Linked DNA regions of Zea mays: region 1 is linked to region 2. Evidence: chromatin contacts called from public Hi-C data. All regions are on one chromosome and are shown on one strand. Each heading gives the region's core, a stretch centred on a gene start, on an enhancer-like site or on the middle of the called end of the contact. The rest is flanking DNA. Distances are from core to core; before and after follow the strand shown.

Region 1 (4,530 bases), core at 2,027-4,526, 140 kb after region 2:
GGTCTCGCTCTCGCTGTGGCTCCTCGGTTCCTTCGTCAGTCCGTCCACTCCTCGGTTCCTCCATCCGTCGTCCTCCTCCGGTCCTCCGCCGACGATGGGTCTGTGGTCTGCGGCTCCTCGGTTCACCGTGACTCCGTGCACTCCTCGTCTCCTCGGTTTTGTGGCTCCTCGGATTCGGAAGGAGTCATTAGAGGAGGCTCCTCGTCCTCGGTTATGGATCTGCGTCTCATCGGTTCCTCCGTGACTCCTCGGATCCTCGCCTCTAGCCCTCCACCTCCATGGCTGAATGCTCAGATCTCTTATTTGTTTTGAACATCGAAACCCTAATCATGCTTTTTTGTAGGAATTCCTAGCCTTCTCGGCCTCTCCCAGGAACCAATGCGCCACGCCGCCAGCCCACCACCACCGTGAGTCTGCGAGTTCAACGATTCAACCGGCTCCACGGCTCCAGCAAGGTATGCAAACAGTCCCCTTCTTATTCTTCCTTGAACTCTCACGGTCTCACCTAGATCTGTGGTCGAGCTCGTTATTTATATACCCCTGTTTTGGACTCTCACGGTCTCACTCTCACCTAGATTTGTTCCCCACTGATTAGCACATGAGCGTCTGAACTCTGAACTTACAATCGGGAGGAAGAGGACAGCTACTCGAAAACCTTATGCTAGTAGGAGGTTAGATGGTTCCACCAGTCCTTGCGAACTCACCCCAACCGTGGAAGGTAGATCTAATGGTGGAGTAGGTGTACCTGTGTGTAGTGCTGGTGCTAATGCCTCCTTACCTGTAGATGGTGGTAGTTCCTCCTTACCAGCAGACGAGGGTGAAGGTGTACCTGTTTGTAGTGGTAGTTCCTCCTTACCAGCTGATGCGCTAGTGCAAAGTGCTCCTAAACCATCTGTTTCCAGGGCAGAGTGCTGGAAACATATGGATAAGCGGGAGATTGTCGACAATGGTATAAAAAGTTATATTTCTGTATGTCATTACTGTAAAACTAAGTTGAGTGCAGATTCTGCTGGTGGCACTGGACATCTGAATCGACATTTCAAAGCTTGTTTGAAGAAGTTAGGGCAAACTCTTGGTGCAGGTGTGCAAACTCAACTTAACTTCGCTGCGGATGGCACTGTAAGTACATGGGTTTACAATCCACAAGTAGCACGTGAAGAAATTATTAAATACATTGTTTCTGAAGATTTACCTATTATGATGGGTGAAAGCCCTAATTTTAAGAATCTGATTCAATGTGCTTTCTGTCCACAATACCAACCTATCAGTAGAACTACTATAAAATCTGATTTGATGTCGCAGTACCGTAAACATCTTGCTGCTCTTAAAGAAAATTTTAAAAAAGTTCACTTTTCATTTGCTTTAACTTCAGATATTTGGACTTCATCACATCAAATAACTAGCTACATTTTTGTGGTTGCACACTATTTGGATAATTCATATTGTCTTCATAAGCATGTTATAGGTTTTAGAGTGATGAATGATTCACATACTGGTTCTGCAATTGCTAAGCATATTCTTGGGGTAGTTAATGATTTTGATATAAGGAATAAGATTATGTCTATTACTCTTGATAATGCTTCCTCAAATACAAATGCAATTGAATCCCTATCCCCTCATCTGCATTCATACATAGATGGTTATGTTGTCCACCAAAGGTGTGTGTGCCACATTATTAATTTGGTTGTTCAGGATGGCATAACAGTTGTTAGCAAATATTTGGATAATGTTCATGCTGTTGTTCGTTTCATAACAAGTACCCCTCAAATTATTACAAAATTTGGTGAGTATTGCAAGGCAAATAATATGAAACAAAGGAAATTTGGCCTTGATATGAAGATAAGATGGAATTCGACTAACCTTATGCTTAAGAAACTAGAAGGTTATGAGAAAATTATAATTGTCTTTGTGAATGCTAATGCTCTTGATATTGATTACATTTGGTTAATTACCGAGTCATTTGCTAAGCACAGATCTGATTCTCTTCTTTGCACTGTTGTTGCTCCAATGGAGTTAAAATTTCTAAAATACTTCGATAGCATATCCCATATATATTGCTTTGCAACTATTTTTGATCCTAGAAAAAACTTGATGGGTTACAAACTGCTTTAGAAGGAATTGGCGACTTGCTAGATATGGACTATTCAGATGCTTTCAATCATGTGAAAGATGAATTATTTCGTGTTTTTGGCTTTTATTATAACAAATATGGTGAAAGTAATGTTGCAGGAACAATGGCTGAACATGACATAGAACATTCAGATAGTTCTTTGACAGCTCACTTATGGAAGAGATCTAAGGGGAAAGAATCTGCTAACTTTACAACAAATCAAAGGTGGAATCATAATGCTGAATTGAATCATTATCTGTCTACTAACTTTGCAGTGACTGATCGCACCTTGAAGGGTGATAAGGTAAAATTACTTGAATGGTGGAGGGAACACAAGTATAGTTTTCCAGTATTATCTCATTTTGCTAGAGATATTCTTCTTGTTCCTGTTTCGACGGTTTCCTCTGAAGCAACATTTAGCACAGTGGGTAGAATTATTGAAGAAAGGAGGCCCTCTCTTTCACCTGAGACATTGGAGGCCATCACCTGCCTTAAGAATTGGAAAAGAGAAAGCAACATCAACTTGAAGATTATGAGGTTGAACAAGCTTTTGCTGATTTCAGCCATGATTAGTGTTACTTTTATCTAGTTCATGTGGACTGTTATTGTAATATGGACTATTATTGTAATATGGACTGGACATTAAAACTTTTTCCGATCTGTACTCTTTTCCTTACAGAGGAAGGCCCACACTGGGGTGTAAGGTTTTTAACGAGGCAGATCGAGGAATAAAAACATTTTCCCTCTAAAATTTGTTTGTGTTGTCTAATTTATTGTAACTGTTTATTTAAATAAATGACTTGTTTCTGTATTTTAACTGTTTTTAACTGGACTGTTGTTTATGTTGCGTGAGAGATTTGGACTTGTTTCTATATCTAACCTAGTCATATGATGATTAATTGCGAGCCGGGTCTGGGCCAGCATGGTCCAATGCAAGTCTGTCGTGTTTTATGACCGTGCTGGACCTACGTTTTAGGAGGTGAGCACGTTTTGGTCCAGTCCGAAAGAAATTCGTGCTAGCACGATCCGACGTATTTAAGCCCGAAGCTCGACGGACCCGTGCCGGGTCCACCTGGCCCGGCCCGGCCCAACTTGTAGGACTAGATCAAAAGGAAACAGCTGCCAAACGATACGTAATTACAGAAACAGCTGCGGGAGGAATCACCGAATCAGGACACGGCCGGCGGAATTCCACTTCCCATGCATTATTAGCCGAGGCGGGGCCCTCCTGTTGGTCCCACCAGTCAGTGGGATGTGTGGATGCTAACCAGTGCAGTGGAGGATTAGCGATCTTCTAGAATCGTGTGCGAGCTGGACAGCAGGAAGAGCCGTAGAGTTCGACGCGAGGAGCGAGCGAGTGATTAGCTCGTGCGTGCTGTGCAAGGAAAGTAACCCAGCAGATCGATCGGTCGAGGCGGGTAGGACAGGATCTAGAGGTAGCTAGCCATGGCGGAGGAAGCGTCTGCGCCTGCGGCGGGGACGGAAGCGCCGCCGGGGAAGATGACGATGGTGGTAGGGGTCGACGAGAGCGAGCACAGCTTCTACGCGCTGCAGTGGGCACTGCAGCACTTCTTCCCGCCGGGCCAGCCGCAGCAGTACCGCCTCGTCGTCGTCACCGCCAAGCCCACCGCCGCCTCCGCCGTCGGCCTCGCCGGCCCAGGTACGCGGATCTCTAATCCATGTGAGGATTCGGAGCTAGACTAGATGTAGCTTCCGACATCTCTGATTAGTTATATACCTGTATTGTAATCGATCGGTTCAGGCGCCGCGGATGTGCTGCCGTACGTGGAGGCGGATCTCAAGCGCTCCGCCCTGCGCGTCGTCGAAAAAGCCAAAGGCCTCTGCACACAGGTACGAGTACATCGAATCCCTACGATCTACCAAAAGTGATCCAGTGAAGGTTTACATGTGCAAATTATGCAGCACGTATCATCGTATTGGAAGCTTCATCCCTTAACTCGAATTGACTATAAAAAACAGCAGCAGGATATCAGCTTGTTTATGCATCATGTATCCCCAACCTTTTTTGGTTATATATTCCATGTTTTTATGTTGTGTGCGGACGGGAATGATTCAGGCGAGCGACGCTGTGTTTGAGGCGCTGGAGGGGGACGCTAGGAACGTCCTCTGCGAGGCTGTCGAGAGGCACGGGGCCGAGATGCTCGTCGTCGGCAGCCATGGCTACGGAGCCATTAAAAGGTCTGTACCATCTGACCTCACTCACTGCCTCTTCTCTCTTCTCTTCTCCCCTGTTTGCCGACTACATAGTTGCTGCCATCTTCATTTGTCACTGGCTGCAACGACTACCACTAACGAAATTCTAATTTATAAGATGAATGAATGGAAACCATAATTGACAGGCTCATCTCCTAGAAATAGATTTCACATCGATTGATGGTGTTCGAGTTAGTACCTGGCTA
Region 2 (4,802 bases), core at 1,861-4,360:
AATTTGTTACAGCTTTCACCAATGGCTTGAAGAAGAGAGTCCGAGACCTCAAGACCGTCGAGTTTCAGCAATGTCAAGGTTTCCTTCAGTCTTGCCAACTTGGATAGAAAACGCTGTCCTATCTCCTATCAATATAATTTCAACAAACTACAGACAGTCAGATATTTGCCACTTTTGATTACTCGATAACTCTTCATAAGGATTAGTCCATCTGAATATGTTAGCTAAACAACCATTTTGTTTCAAACACAAAAAATATGGCATATTGGATTGTACAGAAAACAAGAGTTAATGGCTGTGAGGAGTGTATAATGTGGGGAGACCAACTCACATGCAAACAATCTGCAGCATATAACTTCTGAAGAAAATTGCGACCATCTATGAGTGAAGCTAACCCCTCGGAAGTCACATGATCACATCTTGACACATCAACACTCTGAAATTGAAAAAAAGGATCAAAATTCACCATTTTTTAAAATGTAAACTTGCCAATTTTCAGATTTCAGATGACAGTAAGCAAAGTCACAATAAGGAGGCTAATAACGAAAACTGTTCAAATTTTAAATAATCAAATTGACACAATGTTGTGCATCAGCCATAAAAAATCTATGAAAGTTTAACATCCCAAGAAGTGATTACCTGCAGCGAATCGCTCCCCTTGCTCAGCAATTCCAAGCCTTCGTCATCTATACCTGAACAACAAACCATTGCCAATTCCTCAAGCCTCTCAAGTGACGAAATTGATCCAAGGGATCCATTGCCCACCTGCAACACAAGAAATATAAGCATATAGTGCAAACAAGTAGTATAATGGAATGATGCCATTATACTATCAATGAAAAAAATAAATAATGCAAGACTTGGGCCACAAATTCATTAAGCGCCCAGGCTCTTTATAGTCACACACCTAACACCTCAGTGGACGGCAAAATGTATGGATCATGATATTTCGTATGCTAAGTACAACTCTAACTTTAAACTTCCAATCTGGGGTTATCCAGTATCACAACATAATCATTTGCATGGCACAGATTGCTTTCAAAATGGGCCTATTAGGCCATTCCTCAGGCTTGTTATGTTAAAATAATGGATGTCCCTAGCTGTTACTATACAACCGCCTTTTAATCACCTTCTAATCACTACTAGTTAGCATATTGCCTGATTTTACCACAATTACATCTTCTACTCCCTCCGTCCCATAATATAAGGCGTAACCACTTTTTGTTCTTGTCCCACAATATAAGGCGTGCTCTCTCTGTGCATACGTACATCGATGCAGTGGTATAGATAGAATTAAATACATTTCTTAGTCTTTGAACCAGAGTTGGTTACGCCTTATATACTGGGACGGAGGGAGTAATCACTAGGTAGCATCACCTATCAAATACTCATTACTGTACTGATTTTTAAAACCTGGCAAAGAAAGTCCAAACAGGCCAGGTGTTACATGTAACTACTGTACACTCTAAGCTGTCACTACCTACAGACAGGAAAAGAGAAGTGAAGATGTAACCATTTCCTACAGTATGTGAATTTATTAAAAATAGCCACCAACAATATGACTCATAATGTTTGAATAGCACTTTCTCGCCGATATGCACTAGCTTCCAACTTAAGTCCGACTTCACAAGATTTATGATAATTTGCAGGTTAAAGTTGAGATTTAACATATCATGCTACCAATTCTGTACCACCACCATGTATCTGAAATTTGGTTTGTGCAGCTCTTGTTGGGTACTTGGGTATCATAATAACTAAACTGCCCAAAAATTCTTTGGACAATGGTGCTTACTTTAGGTGTGTTGCTGCATATGACATTTTCGTCATTTCTATAAACATTGTATCAATTGCTAGTCCAAACATCTACCCACAAATTACCATCTTTCATCAATCCACTACTCAAGCAATGAACGGTTCAATAACTCATACAATATAGTAATAGTAACCTTGAGGTAGGATATGTTGAGGCTGCGGAGCTCAGGGCACTTCTTGGCCAGCAGATCAATTCCAATGTCAGAGATCTCACGGCACCACTTGAGGCTGAGCTTCTCCAGCTTGGGGCACCCAACAGCCACCTTGGCGAGCCCCATGTCGGTGACGGCAAGGCATTTGTCCAGCCTCAGGTCCCTGAGCTCGGACGCCGCCGCCAACGCGGCGGCCTCGCGGTCCCCGGCGGTGACGCAGTGCGACAGGTCGACGGCCGCGAGCTTGGGGCAGGCCGCGACGAGCGCCTCGAGGCCGCGCCAGCCGACACCATTGGCCCGCGCGAGGCACACGCTGCGGAGGCCGGCGAGCCCTCCGCCGGCGTCGGCGACGGCCGCGGCGAGGGAGGCGTCGTCGAGCGAGGCGCAGGCGGAGAGGTCGAGCCGCTCGAGCGCCGGGAACGCGCGGAGCAGGCGCGGGAGCGGCTCGCGTCGGAGCACCCGAAGCGCGCGGCGGTGCGCGGCCTCGGCGCGCTCGAAGGCGCGGCTGACGAGGCGGCACGTCTTGCGGTCCCGGGGCTCCCGCAGGTGTTCCAGCACCTGGCCCAGTAGGTCCAGCGACAGGACCCCGATCCCCCCGGCGCCGGCGGCGCAGTCGAGTTTCTGCGCCTCCCGGCTCATCCCGCCGGCCGAGGAAGCGGCGATCCGTCCGCTCCCGGCGGGAAGGGAAGATGAAGAAATTGTAGCAGAATTTCGCGGCGAGGAGGTTGATTTAGGTGGGGATGAAGAGGAAGGAGAAGACGGCGACGAGGGAGTGATCGTCGGGGAGCGGAACGCGCGGTTCGGCGGGCCGGCGCGGTCGGGCAAGGGCGCAGCGCTGCTGCATGGTAGGAACAGGATCCCGCGAGTGCCGAGGGCAGCGGCGGCGGCGCGATACCGGTCCCGATCGATCCAGCCCAGCGGCGGACGTGGTGGATAAGCCGCGGGTCGGGCAGGCGGGGCGGCGGGGACTGGGACTGGGGGCAGGTACGTACGGGCTGTGGGCAGCTCGACAGGTGAGGAGAGAGAGCGAGAGGCGTGCAGGTGTGGAGGTGGAGGCGTGGCGTAGAGAGGGAGAGAGGAGGGACGGAAGAGGAGAGAGAGAGAGAGGGAGAAAGATGTGGATAGGTGATGCCGGTCGGAATACCGCCTGCCTCGGGTGAGGGTCGAAGGTGACACCTGATCAATCGCTGGTAATGCGGTGGAGAAGATGACTAAAACGCCCGGCCCTACTCTCGGACCCGCAGCAAATTTTCTTTTCTTTTTATTTGAAATGGATTAATATATACATAGCTAATTGAACTAATTATTTACTCTTACGTTACAACGGTTGGTTTCATGATTATTGTTTATGTTTAAATTATTAGTATAGGTATAATTTTTCAATATTTTAACAAATAGACATGAGTTAGAGTAATAGAAGCAAATCACTTAACATCAAACTAGCAGGGTACAGGGTTCGAATTTTCTACCTGACGTACGAAGAAACCTAAGTAAGATGCGACGAGATGGGTACCGCTAACAGTGTGTAAAATTGAATGAGACGAAAAGATACTAGATCGTGATTTAATATGGAGTAGAAAGTGTATACTGGTTTCTACTATTTTTATATTGTTTTTGTCTCTATAGTTTATAGCTATAACAGTTTAAACAATCAAATTTAATCATAAGCGAACAGAAGCGAACAGGCCCAAACGACGGTGCCACTTGCATTTCACAAATTGAAAAACTTGCATTTCACAAATTGAAAAACTGTGCAATGGGTAGGGCCAGGGGTAGCTTTTGACAGTTTGCTAGTGTAGCTGACCGGCAATGTTTCTTCTCTTTTTATTTATTTTTTTAAAAGAAGGAGAAGAAAGAACATTATCAAAAATGATAAATACTGGGAGTCATACTCTTGGTTATCGTCGCAGGAATCACATTCTGAACTAACCGATGTCATTGTATTCCTTTCATCATTTATGTCATCACGTACATGTGTCATTCTAGTACTACTATAGCTTTCACTTTTTATTTTCCATACGATCATGCTTTATTGCTTTTATAAATGTAATAAGAGCTAGTTTGGAAACTTAATCTCAGAATTAGTTTATGAGCCACACAACTAGAGGAGGTTGGAGACTTGGAGGGGCTAAAATCCTCACTCCAATTTTCTTTGAGGCCTAGTTTGGGTACTCTAGTGTTGACCCTAATCCACTTGTATTGAGGTGGATTGGGATGTAACTTAAACTAATTTACACTACAATCCACCTCAACACATGTGGATTTAACTTAAAAAGGACTTAGATAACAAGGGTAGTCTAAGTTGTGGATTTAACTTAAAAAGGACTTCCTTCTGAAGTTGCAAAGAGAATGACATTCGAAGAGCAGTTAACTAGAGAAACTTGAACAAAAGAAGGAACATCACACCAACGTACCTTCGTAGCACCCCTCTAGAGGACACTGCCTAAAATCTCGGGACGAGATTCCTTTAAGGGGGGAGGGCTGTAACACCTCAGGTGTTACCATGGCTAGAGCACACCTTGGTACTAAGGACTGTGATCACCTGTGGTAAAAACTTAAGGAGAACATAAGAACCTTGGAGACCATGTGTTAATCAAGATTGTTAATGACCTAAGAAGCATCACTCAAGCTTTTGTGCACTTACTACCTTGGGCAAGAGGGGGGAAAACCCAAGACCTCTCTTGAACCCTATCTTCCAAAACCATGGTTGAGAGGGGGAGAGAATAAGCAAGTGTGCAAACCATGAATTAATCTTTAACCAAACTTTAAGTAACTTTATAACCAGCAATTGTGGGAAGGAAATGTTGCAAAAAGACCCCTGGAGAAACCCCAAATCCA

The links. A called contact is a pair of places that touch in the nucleus more often than the background predicts.
Region 1: a contact with region 2 is called in a Hi-C map of leaf, with 3 times the contacts expected there. The contact joins the promoter of LOC100283791 here to the promoter of LOC103640946 in region 2. A contact is called at or near these places in 3 of 25 Hi-C or Micro-C datasets (ear and leaf).

What each region holds. Positions count from the first base shown.
Region 1 is chr10:23,488,409-23,492,938 of Zm-B73-REFERENCE-NAM-5.0, forward strand. It overlaps LOC100283791 (fiber protein Fb19), which reads left to right and starts at 3,277. Exons shown (of 4, transcript NM_001156690.2): 1 at 3,277-3,770; 2 at 3,873-3,961; 3 at 4,188-4,309. The coding sequence starts at 3,557.
Region 2 is chr10:23,347,089-23,351,890 of Zm-B73-REFERENCE-NAM-5.0, forward strand. LOC103640946 (F-box/LRR-repeat protein 3) reads right to left here and starts at 3,111. Exons shown (of 7, transcript XM_008664387.3): 1 at 1,947-3,111; 2 at 640-765; 3 at 332-436; 4 at 1-125. The coding sequence starts at 2,603.